Linked DNA regions of Mus musculus: all the other regions are linked to region 2. The links are chromatin contacts, called in public Hi-C and promoter capture Hi-C maps. All regions are on one chromosome and are shown on one strand. The core of a region is the stretch at or near the end of the contact, and the rest is flanking DNA. Distances in the headings are between cores, read along the strand shown. Region 1 holds the start of Plcg2 (phospholipase C, gamma 2). Region 2 holds the start of Mbtps1 (membrane-bound transcription factor peptidase, site 1). Region 3 holds the start of Map1lc3b (microtubule-associated protein 1 light chain 3 beta). Region 4 holds the start of Atmin (ATM interactor). Region 5 holds the start of Slc7a5 (solute carrier family 7 (cationic amino acid transporter, y+ system), member 5).

Region 1 (2,700 bases), core at 108-2,607, 2.1 Mb after region 2:
GTTAGTTGAAACAGAAAAGCCCTTTTGCGGAGACAGGGCAGGGAGAGGGTTGCCTATTTTCGAAATTAATTATTTGCAGAAGTTTTCCCACCAGTAACTTCCCACCAACTTCGCCCAGGAGGTGCAAAAGGGTCCCCGCTGGGGCTCCTTCAGAGTACCCCACACACGCCGCCTTGCCTGGGAGGCCAAGCACCGAGTAATTTTAAGCATCAATAAAAATCCACAGCCAAAATCCCCTGGGACTGCTACACTGCTGCCCACAACCGTGCAAAATGGGTAACAGCCTAGGGCTAGTCCCGACCCCAACATCCTGTAAGTGTCCCGCAGAAGCAAAGAGCAGGGGCCATGACCTGTGCCCACCAGGAAGGGCCTTTGCCACCAGGGTCAGGAACTGCAGGGAGTCTCTTTGATGCCCCGGAAAACAGGCTCTGGTCTAGTACGGGACCCAAGAGAGAAACCTGGACTCGGGGGGTGGGGGTGGGGGGGCTCCTCTCTGTGTGCTGTGTCACATAAATGGAACTGAAATTCAAATTTAGGTCTCAGAGAGAAAGCCACCTGTTTCCAGGGCGTGTCGGCCCCTCGCCCTGCCAGCCTCTCTCTCAACAGTTCGAGATCAGGGTACGGACAGGGCCTGCTCCTGACTTTCCAGGTATCAACCTCCTAGGTCCGGATACAACCCACCTTCCCTTCGAATTCTGGCTCCCCGCGAGGCAAATGACCTCTTTGAGATCCCCAAACTGAACTGAATTGCGGGAGGGGCGGGTCCCAGAATCGCGTGTGGAGAAAGAGCTGCTCCGCCCCACCCCGGAGCCACCTGTGTACTACTGGGAAGTACTGTTCAAAATCAAGTCCCCGCAAGCAGGGACGCGGCTCCCGCGTAGGACTCTCGGTGGCGAGGTAGACGCTTCGGCCACCCCAGCACCCGGAGCCGCGTCTCTCATTCAAACCCTAGTTGGCCACTGCTCACCCTGGAGAGGTGGCGCCAGCCCCAGGAGAGGAAGTGGCCGGCGGCTGGGCCGGGCCCGGCTGTCCCTAAGCAAGGGTTCCCCAGGGCACACCCGGCCACCTGCCCGGATCGCGCACCCCAGCCCTGCCCGCGCCCTCTTGGGCTCCGGCGCAGTCCCCACCCAACGCGGTGCCAGCTCTAGGGTCCCCGCACACGCGCAAGTCCCCGGGGAGCTCCATCCATCCTGGCTACTCACCTGGCGGTACCCCCGGAGCGCAGCCACCCGCACAATCCCTGGGCCTGCCAGCCACGGGTTGGGGGGACTCGGGGGTCCCTCGTGCAGCAGCCGCCTGGGGCCCGGGCAGTCCGGCAGCGCAGGTCTTGCTCAGCGGCGCTCCTTACTTCTGCTTTGGAGGCGGCCGCGCCACGTGACTCCTCGGGGCCGCCCCCCTTAACGCGCCGCCCTGTCTCAAGGCGGGTCCCGACCCGCCAGAGCATCCTAAAAGAGTCATGCCTTGCCCGACCAGGGGGAAACTGAGGCAGCCCCAGTACCACCTGCCTGGCCGCGATCGCTTAGCCAAGAGAACAGAAATTTCCCAAGAATATCAGAGTTTATGGGGCGCCTACTGCATACAGATACCATGCATGCATTGATTATCTTCACCCACTCGGGGTTGACAGAGCTGAATTTAGTAGTACATTGTTTCCTATCTTAAATGCCGCAGCCTCAGTTTCCATCTCTGCAAAACAGTGCCAGGCTCAAAAGTTTGTTTCAAAGAGTAACTGGGCACTAGAGAACTGAAATCTTGGCTTTTAAATTGGAAGACTGTGTTCTTTAAAACTCGTTGCTTTTTTTTCTGGGGAAAAAAAAATGTATTTTTCCGCTTAACGGTCCATACCTTTAATCCCATAACTAGGAAGGCAGAATGACAAAATTACATCTCTGAATTAGTTCAAGGCCAGCTAGGGCTATACAGTGAGATCTGTGTCCAAAAAAATTTTTTTAATATTATTTTTAAATTATGTGTATATGTGTGTGTTTATGTGAATCCATTTCTGTGAATACAGGGGATCAGGGAGGCTAGAGCTCATAGGATTCTCTGAAGCTGGAGTCACAGGCTGTTGTGGCTATGTGGGTTGCTGGGAGCTGAACTCCAGTCTCTGTAGGCGCAATATGTGCTCTCAACTGCTAAACCACCTCTCCATTCTGACAGAGAGAGAGAGAGAGAGAGAGAGAGAGAGAGAGAGAGAGAGAGAGAGAGAGATTTAAGATTTGATGATTTGATTTGATTTCAGGCTGGTAATCCCAGCACTTAGGAGGCCCAGGTAGGCAGATCTCTGTGAATTTGAGGCCAGCCTGGTCTACAAGGAGAATTCCAGGGCAGCCAAAGCCACACAGAGAAACCCTGTCCAAAGAAAGAGAGAGAGAGAGAGAGAGAGAGAGAGAGAGAGAGAGAGAGAGAGAGAGAGAGACTTGGTTTCTTCTGGGTGCCTTTAATCCTAGCACTCAAGAGGCAGAGGCAGGTGAATCTCTTGAGTTTGAGGCCAACCTGGTCTACAGAAGGACTTCCAAGACAGCCAGAGCCACACAGAGAAATTCTGTTTTGAAGGATAAATAAATAAATAAACAAGCAAGCAAACAAACAAACAAACAAAAAGACTTGGTTTTATGTAGCCCAGGCTACCTCAATCTTCTAGCAGGGACCAACCTTCTGATCCTCCTGCCTCTAACTCCCCGGGGCTCAGTTTACAGG
Region 2 (2,785 bases), core at 175-2,674:
TGGTCTTTGATACGGGAGTGTTCCTAATGGCCGGGGGTGTCTCCATTTGTCCTGTCCCTAATCAGTGGTGATCTTAACAGAAACCCAGAAAACCAAAACTTTAATTACATTTGTGGTAAAGCCATCTCTTTCCTACAGTCTGGTTAGTCCACTACTCAGCTCTGAGCACTCCTTTAGCTAAAGTCTACTGTATGCAGGCTTAATGGGTCCTTTATGACATCAACTTATTGCTCCCAGCTTCTCCTGAGCCAGCAAGGGTCTTCTAATTACTGGGCTTCAGGCATCTGAAGGACAGAAGACCTTGGGGAGAGTGTGGCGAATCAGCAGGGAGACATCAGGCCAAGAGCAAGATTCAAGTCTCAGGGCAGAGAGTGGGCAGGCAATGGGGTTGCCACAGCGAGTTTCCGGAATGATGGGTTATCCATAGGATTCTGGAACCTGGGAATAAATGCGGTCTATCCTTTTCAATGTGTGGGGCTACTGTCTCAGAACCGCCCTTTTAAAATCTCGTTTGTATGTCTGTGTAGGATTATGTATAGGCGTGCAGGTGCCCTCAGAGGCCAAAAACCTGATCCCTCCGAAGCTGAAGTTACAGTGAGCAGGTTCTGGGATGGAAACTTGGCTCCTATACAAGAGTACTGTCCCCTCTTACATGCACTCTTCTGACTGAACACCTGAGGGAAAACACAAGAGTGCTGCACAAGGTCCCCTCCATACCCTGACCTAAATCCTGGGTCCGGATCCCCTTTTCTTGAGTTTGCTCGGCTGGAGGTCCCAATGCAAAACCCAGTTTCCATACCAGGTTTGGCAGCCAAGGTGAGCTTATGAGCCTAGGACTCAGGGTTTGTCTCCTCCATCCTGTTTGCTTCAGTCACAGTCCCCGAGCACACTTAGGTTGTGCCAGGGCCAAGAGTGATCGATCCAGCTCAGTACTAAGGCTGAGAATGGGCCCGTTCTACAGGTGGCTAAATTGCTCAAGTGCGTTTTACCAGACGAAATTCACCTTGATCCTGTTTGTTCCAAATGGTAAATAGTTGGTGTTACAAACGTCCTGTTTCTCAAGATGCTGATGCACCCTCCTGGCAGCAGTAATAAACTGGGGCCATGGGAGTAGTTCAGGAGAACACATAGATTGGATAGGCGCCGTCCCACTTCAGCCGCGCAAAGGTGCTCGCACCCTTCCTGAGTTTCCAGGCCAGGAAACCTGGAGAAACCTAAACCACCAGGGTTCCCTATATATACCCAGAGAGGGCGATTTGGCCTCGCCCTCGGCTCCGCCCCTTCCCGACCCCTCCCCCAAGACCGCAAATGTCGCGAGAGCTCCGCACAGCCTCTCGCCTCGGTGCCGGGCCGTCAGGAGCGCGCACGCAGGTCGCGGGCGCGCAGAGCACGCCGGGCCGTCGTAACCCCCCCACGCCCCAGCGGCGTGGTCTCGCGAGACTTGCGAGTAAACATCCCCCGAATGGAGACCCGAGGCGTGTTCGCGGCGGAGCCGCCGTTCTCCCGGGTCCGCCGACCCCGAGCCTGAGGCGGACGCAGGTACGTTTGCCGGCGGCGGCCGAGAGCCGGACGCGCCCTAGGCTCAGCCGTCCGCTGCCCGCGCGGGGGCCGCCGGCTACCGCAGCTGCTTCCCCAGAAATTGGCCCGGAGCGGCGGCGGCGGCTGCGGCGGCCTGGCCTGCGCCTGCGCGCCGCGGTGCGCAAGCGCCGTTCGCCTCCGCAGGGCCCTGCGGTCGCGAGCCCCGGGGAACCGAGCTGCAGCTCAGTGCACATCGCGGCTCGGACTCGCATTTGCTGTAGGTGTTTTTGAGTGGCGCTTTGAAGGGACGGGAGGAGCACTTGAAGATTTCATTCTGGGATCAGCCTCGCTAGCAACCCCTAGGTTTGGAGGCGAATGAAAAAGCCGGACAGAGAAAAGCATAAAAATCTGCAAAACTAGTCGGGGGGGGAAAAAGTTAATATTTAAGACAAGGTCTGAGTAGCTCAAGCTGGCTTTGAACTCCTGATCCTCACGTCTCTGCCTGGCGCTGGGATTAAAGACGTACAGCGCCACACCACTTACCGTTATTTTTTAAACGCAAGACCGTGATTTCTATAAAGTGTCCTATGTATCACAGGGTCACTTGTATTAAGTGGTCCCGCCCTGTGACTTTGTGTCATCTTGCGGAGCAGTTCAGTCGGCACCACAGCCCGCTTTGAGAACCACTCCCCAGACTCCCGGTACCCTGCTGTGGTTAGAACCGATTTTTAGTCTGCTATTTTAGTCACCGATGGACCTGTCTCCTTAGGTTTGCTTTTTGGGAATAGTGGGTCAAGAGTCGCATGTGGCCTTTGGTGTCTTGTTTCCAGAATTCATCTATGTTGTTGCATAAACCAGTACCTTTTTTTATGGTTGTAGCGTAAGTCAGTATTTCATCTTTTACGGCTGAATGATAGTCCGTTGTTTAATAGCCCACAGTTACCCCTATTCATGTGGAATACCTTTTGCCAAGGTCTTATCTTGCAGTATGTGACACATTTGGCCACAGAGCTAATTTTTTGTGGACTTTTTGGTTTTTGTTTTTGTTTTGAGTGTAAGGGTGAAGTGGCTACTGGAACCTGCACTTTTGCTCATTAGGACTCTCCTGCAGTCTCTAAACACCCCTTATAACCAACAATTTGCTGTTACTATCTAAAAAGTGATGCGGTGTTGGCAGGCCTCCCCCTCGCCCCTCGGGAATGAAGGAGCATGTTTTCTGGTCAGATCTTGTTCATTCTTGGTGCTGTCATATGCTTTATTCTCTGAC
Region 3 (2,700 bases), core at 74-2,573, 2.0 Mb before region 2:
CCAGTAACCTGGAGTTTAGGACCGTTTTGGGGGTGGGGAAGCAAACACTGGATCACCCCAGAAAAACTCAGTGGAACCACTTGAGAAGCCTGAAATCACGTGATCAGTTCTAAACTTGGGAAATTGGGCGCGTCCTTCTAAGAATCTGCAAGCCTACACGGGCCTCCTGGCTGCCAGTCTCCTTCCTTACAGCACTGGGGATGATCGCTGCTTACTGGAAGTGTAAGAATTTATAACAGAAAGCTAATGGGACTCTGCCACTAGGCGGACCCTGAGCTTCACCGCCCTAAGCCCCACCCAGGTGCTTCAGCTACAAAGGGTCGGTTTGGGGTGAGCCCTACCTAAATCCATCCACCTTGTAAACATTCCCGCAGTCTGGATAGTGGAAACTCTAGAGCTCCAACCTAAATCCCTCCAAACTCACTGGAAAGGAGCAAGACCGGTCCTGGCCTCCTCAAAGGGGCCGCTTTGAACATCTGTGTGGGGAACCTCTCAACTGTCAGTGCCCACCAGTTTAGGTCCAATAAAGTCAAAAAGCAAAGGAAAGCCGCAGCAATCGGATGCCCGCGCTTTCTTCAGAATAGCTGGGTTAGGGAGAGAGGGAAGGCAATCTAGAGAAAAACAATCGCAAGCCAGATGGAGCTTCGGAGAGATTACCCCCGGCCACTCTGGGGACCCGCGTCAGAGCTAATGTTTGTGCACGGCTCATTTTCCCCAACCCACACTCCTTTCTTGAGGGCTGTTCCAGAATAACTTAAGATCAGTACAAGCAAACAAAACAAAACAGCTGTTAAGTTTCCGTTATGAGACAAAGGCCACCCCCCCCTCCACACACACACATATGCCCAAGACGACTTCGGGTGCAAAGGCGGCTGGGTGCTGCTCCGAGGCTTGCGGGGCGCCCGGACCTGGGGCCCACGAAGGACACAGCCAAGCGCGCAGAGCCTGCGGTACCCTACGCCACCGGGGTCGGGCCTCCAGTCCCGCAGGGGACGCCGAGCCCATCGGCGACCGACGGCCAAGGCGACGCTGAGCACCCGAGCTACCCCGGAGACCGAACCCCCCCGAGACCAATATCCCACTGGCTGCGTCGCTCCGGGCCCCGCCGGGTCTCGGCCCCGCAAGACACCACCGGCGTCCGGGCATTCAGCGCTCCCGGCACCCGGATCTCCCATCCCCGGGCCCGCGGGGCTCACCAAAGCTCCGGCGCTGCTTGAAGGTCTTCTCGGACGGCATGGCGCGCGGGGGTCCCGAGCCAGACGATCTGACTCCGGCGACGATCACTTCCCTTGTGTGTGTCTCAGTCCGCAGCCGAGTCAGGTGACTCGCGGCGCGTCACCGAGGGTGGGGCCGAGGGCGGCCCCCGAGAGCGGCCATGACAGGCGTGGCGGAAGCTCGGCGGCGCGCAAGCGTGCACGCGCCCAAGCCATGCGCCTGCGCCTACGCCAGCTACGCTGGGCGCTCGCTGGGCACACGCTGGGCGAGCATCTGTTAACTGTCTGCGTGGGTCGGGCGCTGGTGCGATGGAGTCCTGCAGACTTCATTCCCCTTCAGTCCTTGCATGATCCAGCTGGTGGTCCAATGTCCGCTCCCTTGCCGCTGTATTTGATATTCCTAAATTCTACCCACCCCCAACCCAAATAACAAAAAACTGACTTGTGGTCTTGCCTGCTAAATCTTTACGATTATGGAGACGTCTGGAGACTTATGGTTGGATCTGATCTTGTGGCTCTTCCCCTGCGAGTCTTGTGCTGCCATAAACACAAGTATTTACTCCTAAGTCGAAGTCGCAGAGAAGCAAGGTCTTAGGGACTACAGACTTGTCACTGGAGGGCAAGATCAATGACTTGTTCCAGCAAAAAGAAAGACGATGACAACACCTGCTGTGCAACCTGTCCACTCTCTCTTCCCATAAAAGCCCTTTTATGTGTCTGAGCTTGCTGAGCATGGAATTTGAGGGGCATGGCTCACCTATCTTTCCAGGGTGCTAGCCCATGTGTGCCCTCATTTCCTTACTACCACCTATCACGTTTTTTGTTTTTTTAGATTTTTTTGGTTGGTGAGCAATCAGACTGTGTCCAGGAACTGCAGCAGAGGCCTGATCCCGACAGGATCCACCTTGGAAAGCCACAGAGCACAGTTCTGTCCCAAGAGCTTTATCTCAGCTGTCCCTTCTCAGACAGATCCTTCTACCTCAGGTGACCCCAGGGTGGCTTTATCACAGGCATGTCCTCACTTTGACTCCTGCTGAGCCTGGGCCTGATTACAGGCTAGGACAGGTTTCAGTCTCCTCAGGCCAGGCCAATGGTCAGTCAGCCACGGTTTAGCACTTTCTCTGGGCCTCAAGCTACTTCCTATCTTCAGTTTGTAGGAGCAGGTGACAGACAGGTCTAGAGTGTGGAGCAGCCACCTCACCCCCATCCCACCCCCAGTGATGCCACATCTGAGCCAGCCTTGTGACCCTGCAGACCTACCACCTGACACTGTACTATCCCTACAGCCCAGACTTCCTCCTTTAAATGGAAATAACCTTCTTCAAGTGCTGTTTGTCCAAGGGATCTTCTACATCTCTGTGACCGGGAAAAGCTGAAAACACATTATGGAGTGAAATCCTGAGGGCTGGTTACTTTCCTTTGTTTGCTTGCTTTGCATTGTTAATTGCCCGAACTTTGTTGTTTTGTATGAAGCTTCTGGTCTGAG
Region 4 (2,823 bases), core at 158-2,657, 2.6 Mb after region 2:
AGGCCATGGAATTATTACAGGCACACTCACTCTCCACCCCCCTAAATCATGGTGAGAGAAAGAGAGAATTTAACATTTAGGATGAAAGAGGAAGCTTCAGGTTGGAGCCTGTAGTGAGTTGTGTTCTGGAACGAGGCTCAAACCTTTACACAGAACTTCCTCAGCTTGCCCCTGCTGACATTTCCTGACTGACCTTTCCCTGACATCACTGTTGCCTTTTGTTGGCCTTACTACACTTATTGGCCTTACTACAGAGTAAAACCTAAAAGTTACAGTTGGGGAGTTCTCAGGGGTGGGGGTGGGGGATGCCCACGGTGAATTCACCTGCAGGTCAGAGAGATCCTGCAACCCTCCAAGTAATGACTCAAATCTGACCAGGGGAAAGGCGCACAAAACTGCTTTCAGTGACTTGCGTTTTCCAGTTGGAGCACTGGGGGCACTGAGATCTGACGGTGAAAGGAAGCTTTCTACTGTAAAAGCTGAGCAGCTGTGACTTAACAGGTCTGGCATGGGGGCCCTAACATCTGATTTCCTCCCCCAAGCTTCCAGAGTATACCATGGGTTTGAAAGCCACCGTCCCCATTTATGTAACACGGAGAGGTCTTGGTCAGACATCCGTCATACCAGCTACCGGTGAACCTCCTCCTTACAGATCCACGGGAGAAACCTCCCTCCCCTCTCCTTCCTGCGCAGAGTTGATCTCAGCAGCCTCGTGAAACTTGCAGCTCAAGTGCCCAGAGTCCAACCCAACCCGCAGCCGCTTTTGAGTGACCAGGTAGGACCCACCGGCAGTTTCGTGGGAGGGGCGGAAAGCCTGCGGGGTTGCATCTGGGTGCCTTGGCGACATCACCTGTCGCTCATCCTTGGAACCTGAGTAAACAGGCAGGCTCCCCGAGGTGTTGTGGGCACGCCACCGAGAAGCTGCTTGCCCGGTGCGTTGTGCGCGCTCCCCCGCGCTCTCGCCGTGCTCGGTCGGTCGGGCGCAGGTGGCAGGGCACGGCGCAAACCCCGCACACCCCGCGCCCGCGTCCCCGCCGCGGCCCGCTCACCTGCAGTCGGTGGCTCTTGACGAGGTGCATGTTGAGCGCAGGGCTGTTGGGCAGGATCTTGCCGCAGCCGCGCACGGTGCACAGAATATTGGTGCGCACAGCCCGGGACAGCTCGCTCACAGTCGGCTGGATCAGCTCCCGGGCCGGTGGCACCGGGGCCGCGGCCCGAGCCCTGGCCGGTCTCGGCCGGCTGCCTTGCAGTCGCGACTCGGGCGGCCTCCACGGGCTAGAGGCGGCGGCGGCTCCCCGCGTGCTCGCCGGCGTGGCCGGGACACCCGGGGCCGGACCCGCAGAATCGGCCGCCGCCGCCTCCGTGGCCGCCATGGCTCCCGCACGGCCGCCAGGCCCCTCTCGCAGTGCCCGCCCCCGCCGCAGCCACTTCCGGCAGGGGGCGGGGCCTCCGGGCTCATTAGCATCCGGCCGGTCGGTGGCCGCAGCGCCGCCCGCCGGCCGCGGCGAGCGCGTGTTGGAGGTTGAAGTCCCATGTGCTGGGAGAACAGGTGAATTGGATAGGTTCCATGAACCCACACTTTCTACTTCCTAGGGACCTGAGCTCAGGCAACAGCTGGATAGAAGAGAAAGAGATGCTTTCAGGTTTAACCTTTTTTTTTTGACCGTTGATTTATTGTTATTAGGAATAAATTTTATATTGTAGACTATTTGATTAGCATGCTTAAGGCCCTGGATTTGATCGGTAGCACACTAAAAACAAAACAAAACAAACTTATCTTATTCTTTGAGGCCCCGCCTGGCCTCAGAATCCCCATATAATCAAGGAGTCCTTGAACTCCTTATTCTCTTACCACTACCTCCATACTCCTGGGGTTTTACTAAGCCTAGTGGTAGCGTTAAAGATTGAACCCAGTGCCTTAGACGTGTACTCTGCCAGCTGAGCTACAGCCCAGCCCCCACAGACTAATTCTCTCTTATCTCTGAAGAGGGAAGAGTCTGAGGTGGATCTAGTCGGCTGAAAGCAAGGTGTCAGCTGGGCTTGTTCTTCCAAGGATCTTGCCTTTTTCAGCGTCTAGAGGTCACCTGCATTTCTTTGCCAATGGGCCTTCCTTTACACCAAAATCAGGAATGGGAAGTTGAGTCTGTCACATTTCATAACCGACATCTATCGTCATCATGCCACCTACTACATTGGACCTGGGTATCACAGGGCCAATGGGCTCAACTGCAGAGTCCCTTTGCCTTGGGGACATACTCAGACTCCAGGAATTCTGAAGCAGGCATTTTTGAGAATTGTTCAGCATGACGCTAGGCTTTCTTGTTCAGATTCCAGGTCCAGATTCCTGCCAACTGTACCAGGGAGAGTTACGAAGTAGAATAAATACCCCAGCAAGTGCAAGGGCTTCGGCAGTTCCCATTCAGCCACTCATGAACCTTGTGGGCAGAATGACTTCTTTGTATGTGACTGACTGGTCGGGAGAGTGGTCAAAGGGAGCTAGTGGGGCTAGGGGGATGGCTCTGTGGTTAAGAGCACTTAATGTTCTTACACAAGACAGGTTTGATTCCAAGCACCCAAATGGTGGTTTACAACCATCCATAACTCCAGTTCCCAGGCACGAATGTGGTATACATACACAGATGCAAACAAAGCACTCATACAAATAAAATCAAACCATCCCCCCTCCCCCTTAAAAAGGTATGTATGGAGGAAATGTCTTTAAGCCTTAGTTAGGGTTTCTATTGTGATAAAACACCGTGACCAAAAAGCAAGTTGGGGGAGGAAAGGGTTTATTTGGCTTAGACTTCCAGATTGTAGCCCATC
Region 5 (2,833 bases), core at 157-2,656, 2.3 Mb before region 2:
TACCAGCTTGTCATTGCTTGTGAATGGCTGACATACTGGGGGTTGGGGGAGGTAGCTCCAGTGACCCTTGGAGTCTTTGGCTGAACACCTCCCCGACATGGGCTTCCAAGGGGCAGCTCTGGCATTCTTGGCTGCAGCAGTAGATCCAAAGATGGGGAGAAGTTTGAATTTCTTCATTGGTCATGCCTCAGCAGTGGGGAAGGCTTGGCAGACTGGACAGTTTAGCAGAGCATACAGGGCTCTGTATCCTTACAAGTCTGAAGGTTCTTAAATTAAGCCCCCCCCCCCACCTTCCCTTCTGCTTGTCTGTGAGTTTTCCTGGGGACTCCTTTGGACAGAAAATGGAACAGCTGGTGAAAAGGAGGGGGTCTTGGGGCTCCTGGACTTATCTTGACCAATGAAATTTTCCAAGCGTACCATCAGCTCAAATTACACAGCCCATACCACGAGGGCTTGAACCCACTTCCTTGAGCTCACCGGTGGGCGTCACGAAGATGCCAGAGCTGATAATGGTGCCCACGATGATGGCACCAGGCCTGGGATGCTGAACCTTCCAGATGTGTGACCACATTATCTCAAAAACCCTCTTACCTAAGATTTCCTAAGAATGACAACCTAAAGCCCTTTCACCCTACAGTAGATTGGGTTGGTTCCCTTCTAAAACTTGCTTCTCCAGATTGGGTGTACCACTAATCGAGCTTTTGTCAAGACCCTCCTTGGGACCAGATGGATATCTAAGTCCAGGAGTAAGCTGGCTACCATTCTGGTCTATTCTTCCGTTTCCTCCAGAGCTGACGGATCATTTCGCCCTCAGACTCGTTTCCTCTGGACCAAGTTGGACTATAGGGGTGCCTCACCCCACAACCCACCCCCACTTATCCTAGATAAGATATTTATCCTTCATCTCCCAGACGCACAGGATATGCACACTGGAGGAAGCGGAGATAAACACCCGCGAGGCAGGGCCAGGATTCCGGGCAGGTGTTGGGACTATACACTGAGCCACCCCCCTTCCGGTGCTTTCTCCCTTGACAAGTCCTCTGCGCCGCCTGGGGCGGGAGAAGAAGCACGCCCTTACCAATCGGCCCTGACATCCTGCACAGGACTTGTGAGGAGGTGTGAGTCGACTCTCCACCCGCGTACAACATTCGGATCTTGTGAAACACGCCGCGATAAACCCATCAGTAGTCACGCCGCGTTAAACACATCAGTAGTCCTCAGTTTCAGGATCTTAACGCTCCACGTGCTCTAACAGACTTGGGGGCGGGGGCCCGCGAAGGAGGCGGGGTCGCGCGGGCTGAGGGGGCGGGGGCCTTTGCGAGCTGAACCAACAGCAGCGGCGATGGGCGGAGCCTGGAGGGCGGGTAACGGTAGAGATAAAAGGCCGCGCGGGCGGGGCGGACGCAGACGCACTTCTCAGTACGCGGAGAGCGGCTCGGCCGCGCGCACGCCGGGTATCCAGGCCGAGCCGGGAACGCCGAGAGCATGGCGGTCGCGGGCGCCAAGAGGCGCGCGGTTGCGACCCCGGCGGCGGCGGCGGCGGAGGAGGAGCGGCAGGCGCGGGAGAAGATGTTGGAGGCGCGGCGCGGGGACGGCGCGGACCCCGAGGGCGAAGGCGTGACCCTGCAGCGCAATATCACGCTGCTCAACGGTGTGGCCATCATCGTGGGCACCATCATCGGCTCTGGCATCTTCGTGACGCCCACCGGCGTGCTCAAGGAAGCGGGGTCGCCCGGACTGTCGCTCGTGGTGTGGGCTGTGTGCGGCGTCTTCTCCATCGTGGGCGCACTCTGCTACGCGGAGCTGGGCACCACCATCTCCAAGTCAGGCGGCGACTACGCCTACATGCTGGAGGTCTACGGCTCGTTGCCCGCCTTCCTCAAGCTCTGGATCGAGCTGCTCATCATTCGGCCCTCCTCGCAGTACATCGTGGCGCTGGTCTTCGCCACCTACTTGCTCAAGCCGGTCTTCCCCACTTGTCCGGTGCCCGAGGAAGCTGCCAAGCTCGTGGCCTGCCTCTGCGTGCGTAAGTAGGGGTCCGGGCTGGGGTGGGGCCGGGCTGGGGCGGGGCCGGGTGGGCGCGAGCCAAGGTTCCTGCGTTTACAGCTCGGCAACACCCATCCCAGTATCCCTCCATCTGTCCATCCCTGAACCATCTCGGCAGTTCCAGGCTAAAGTCACAGGCCCCAGAACCCACGTGCGTTTCTTTAATCCATTCATAGTGTCTATGCTTTCGGGACAGCCCTCGCGAGACCTCAGTGGGTCGCGGCTCTGACCCCGCGGCAGGCATCCCGCTTCCCGACCTGAATTCTAAGTACGAGAGATCTACTCTGTCCCGGGTGAGAGCAATACACTCCCTGCCTTCAGCAAAGCACCACGTGGAGTGGCAGATATGCCAGTTTCCTGTTTCAGCTTCAGTTGCTGACTGGTTGCTAAGAGGGAAATTGCAGTTTAAAAAAAAAAATCACTTATGTTCTTAAAACCGGCCTATCAGGAATCAGTGAACTGGCTGACTCATAAGAAAACAGTAGTAATAAATTTGTGTGTGGTAGTGATGGCTGCTTGCTCGTTTAAGATGAGTAGCGGAATCGTGTAAAGCCTGCCTGTCAGTAAAGGACTAAAAGAAACTCGGCTGCAGACAGACGACAGTCTGTGTGGGTGGGCTTGAGGGGTCCCAAGATGTGCCAGGTAACAGCTGTTGAGTGTAGCCTTTATGGGACGCATAGGTCAAGACGGATTGATTTCTGCTTTCAAAAACAGTTGTGTGATTTTTCAGGACTGGGGGAAAATGATCGTTTGAAGCAAATGCCACATGATTTGGTGGTGGAGAGCA

Evidence for each region. Promoter capture Hi-C pulls out the DNA fragments that hold promoters and counts their contacts. A called contact is a pair of places that touch in the nucleus more often than the background predicts.
Region 1: a promoter capture Hi-C map of embryonic stem cells shows a contact between it and region 2, with 2.3 times the contacts expected there. The contact joins the promoter of Plcg2 here to the promoter of Mbtps1 in region 2.
Region 3: a contact with region 2 is called in a Hi-C map of muscle stem cells, with 8 times the contacts expected there. The contact joins the promoter of Map1lc3b here to the promoter of Mbtps1 in region 2. A contact is called at or near these places in 2 of 484 Hi-C or Micro-C datasets (CD4 T cells and muscle stem cells) and 1 of 9 other capture datasets (adipose tissue).
Region 4: a promoter capture Hi-C map of hippocampal neurons shows a contact between it and region 2, with 4 times the contacts expected there. The contact joins the promoter of Atmin here to the promoter of Mbtps1 in region 2. A contact is called at or near these places in 2 of 39 promoter capture datasets (cranial neural crest and hippocampal neurons).
Region 5: a contact with region 2 is called in a promoter capture Hi-C map of pre-B cells, with 2.2 times the contacts expected there. The contact joins the promoter of Slc7a5 here to the promoter of Mbtps1 in region 2. A contact is called at or near these places in 3 of 39 promoter capture datasets (embryonic stem cells, erythroid cells and pre-B cells).

What each region holds. Positions count from the first base shown.
Region 1 is chr8:117,496,932-117,499,631 of GRCm38.p6, reverse strand. Plcg2 (phospholipase C, gamma 2) reads right to left here and starts at 1,357. Exons shown (of 33, transcript NM_172285.2): 1 at 1,203-1,357.
Region 2 is chr8:119,557,400-119,560,184 of GRCm38.p6, reverse strand. Mbtps1 (membrane-bound transcription factor peptidase, site 1) reads left to right here and starts at 1,424. Exons shown (of 23, transcript NM_001167910.1): 1 at 1,424-1,539.
Region 3 is chr8:121,589,061-121,591,760 of GRCm38.p6, reverse strand. It overlaps Map1lc3b (microtubule-associated protein 1 light chain 3 beta), which reads right to left and starts at 1,323. Exons shown (of 4, transcript NM_026160.5): 1 at 1,197-1,323. The coding sequence starts at 1,236.
Region 4 is chr8:116,941,977-116,944,799 of GRCm38.p6, reverse strand. It overlaps Atmin (ATM interactor), which reads right to left and starts at 1,407. Exons shown (of 4, transcript NM_177700.4): 1 at 1,050-1,407. The coding sequence starts at 1,373. It also overlaps a transcript of Cmc2 not described here.
Region 5 is chr8:121,906,259-121,909,091 of GRCm38.p6, reverse strand. It overlaps Slc7a5 (solute carrier family 7 (cationic amino acid transporter, y+ system), member 5), which reads left to right and starts at 1,406. Exons shown (of 10, transcript NM_011404.3): 1 at 1,406-2,026. The coding sequence starts at 1,486. BC048644 (cDNA sequence BC048644) reads right to left here and starts at 1,259. Exons shown (of 2, transcript NR_167716.1): 1 at 1,079-1,259.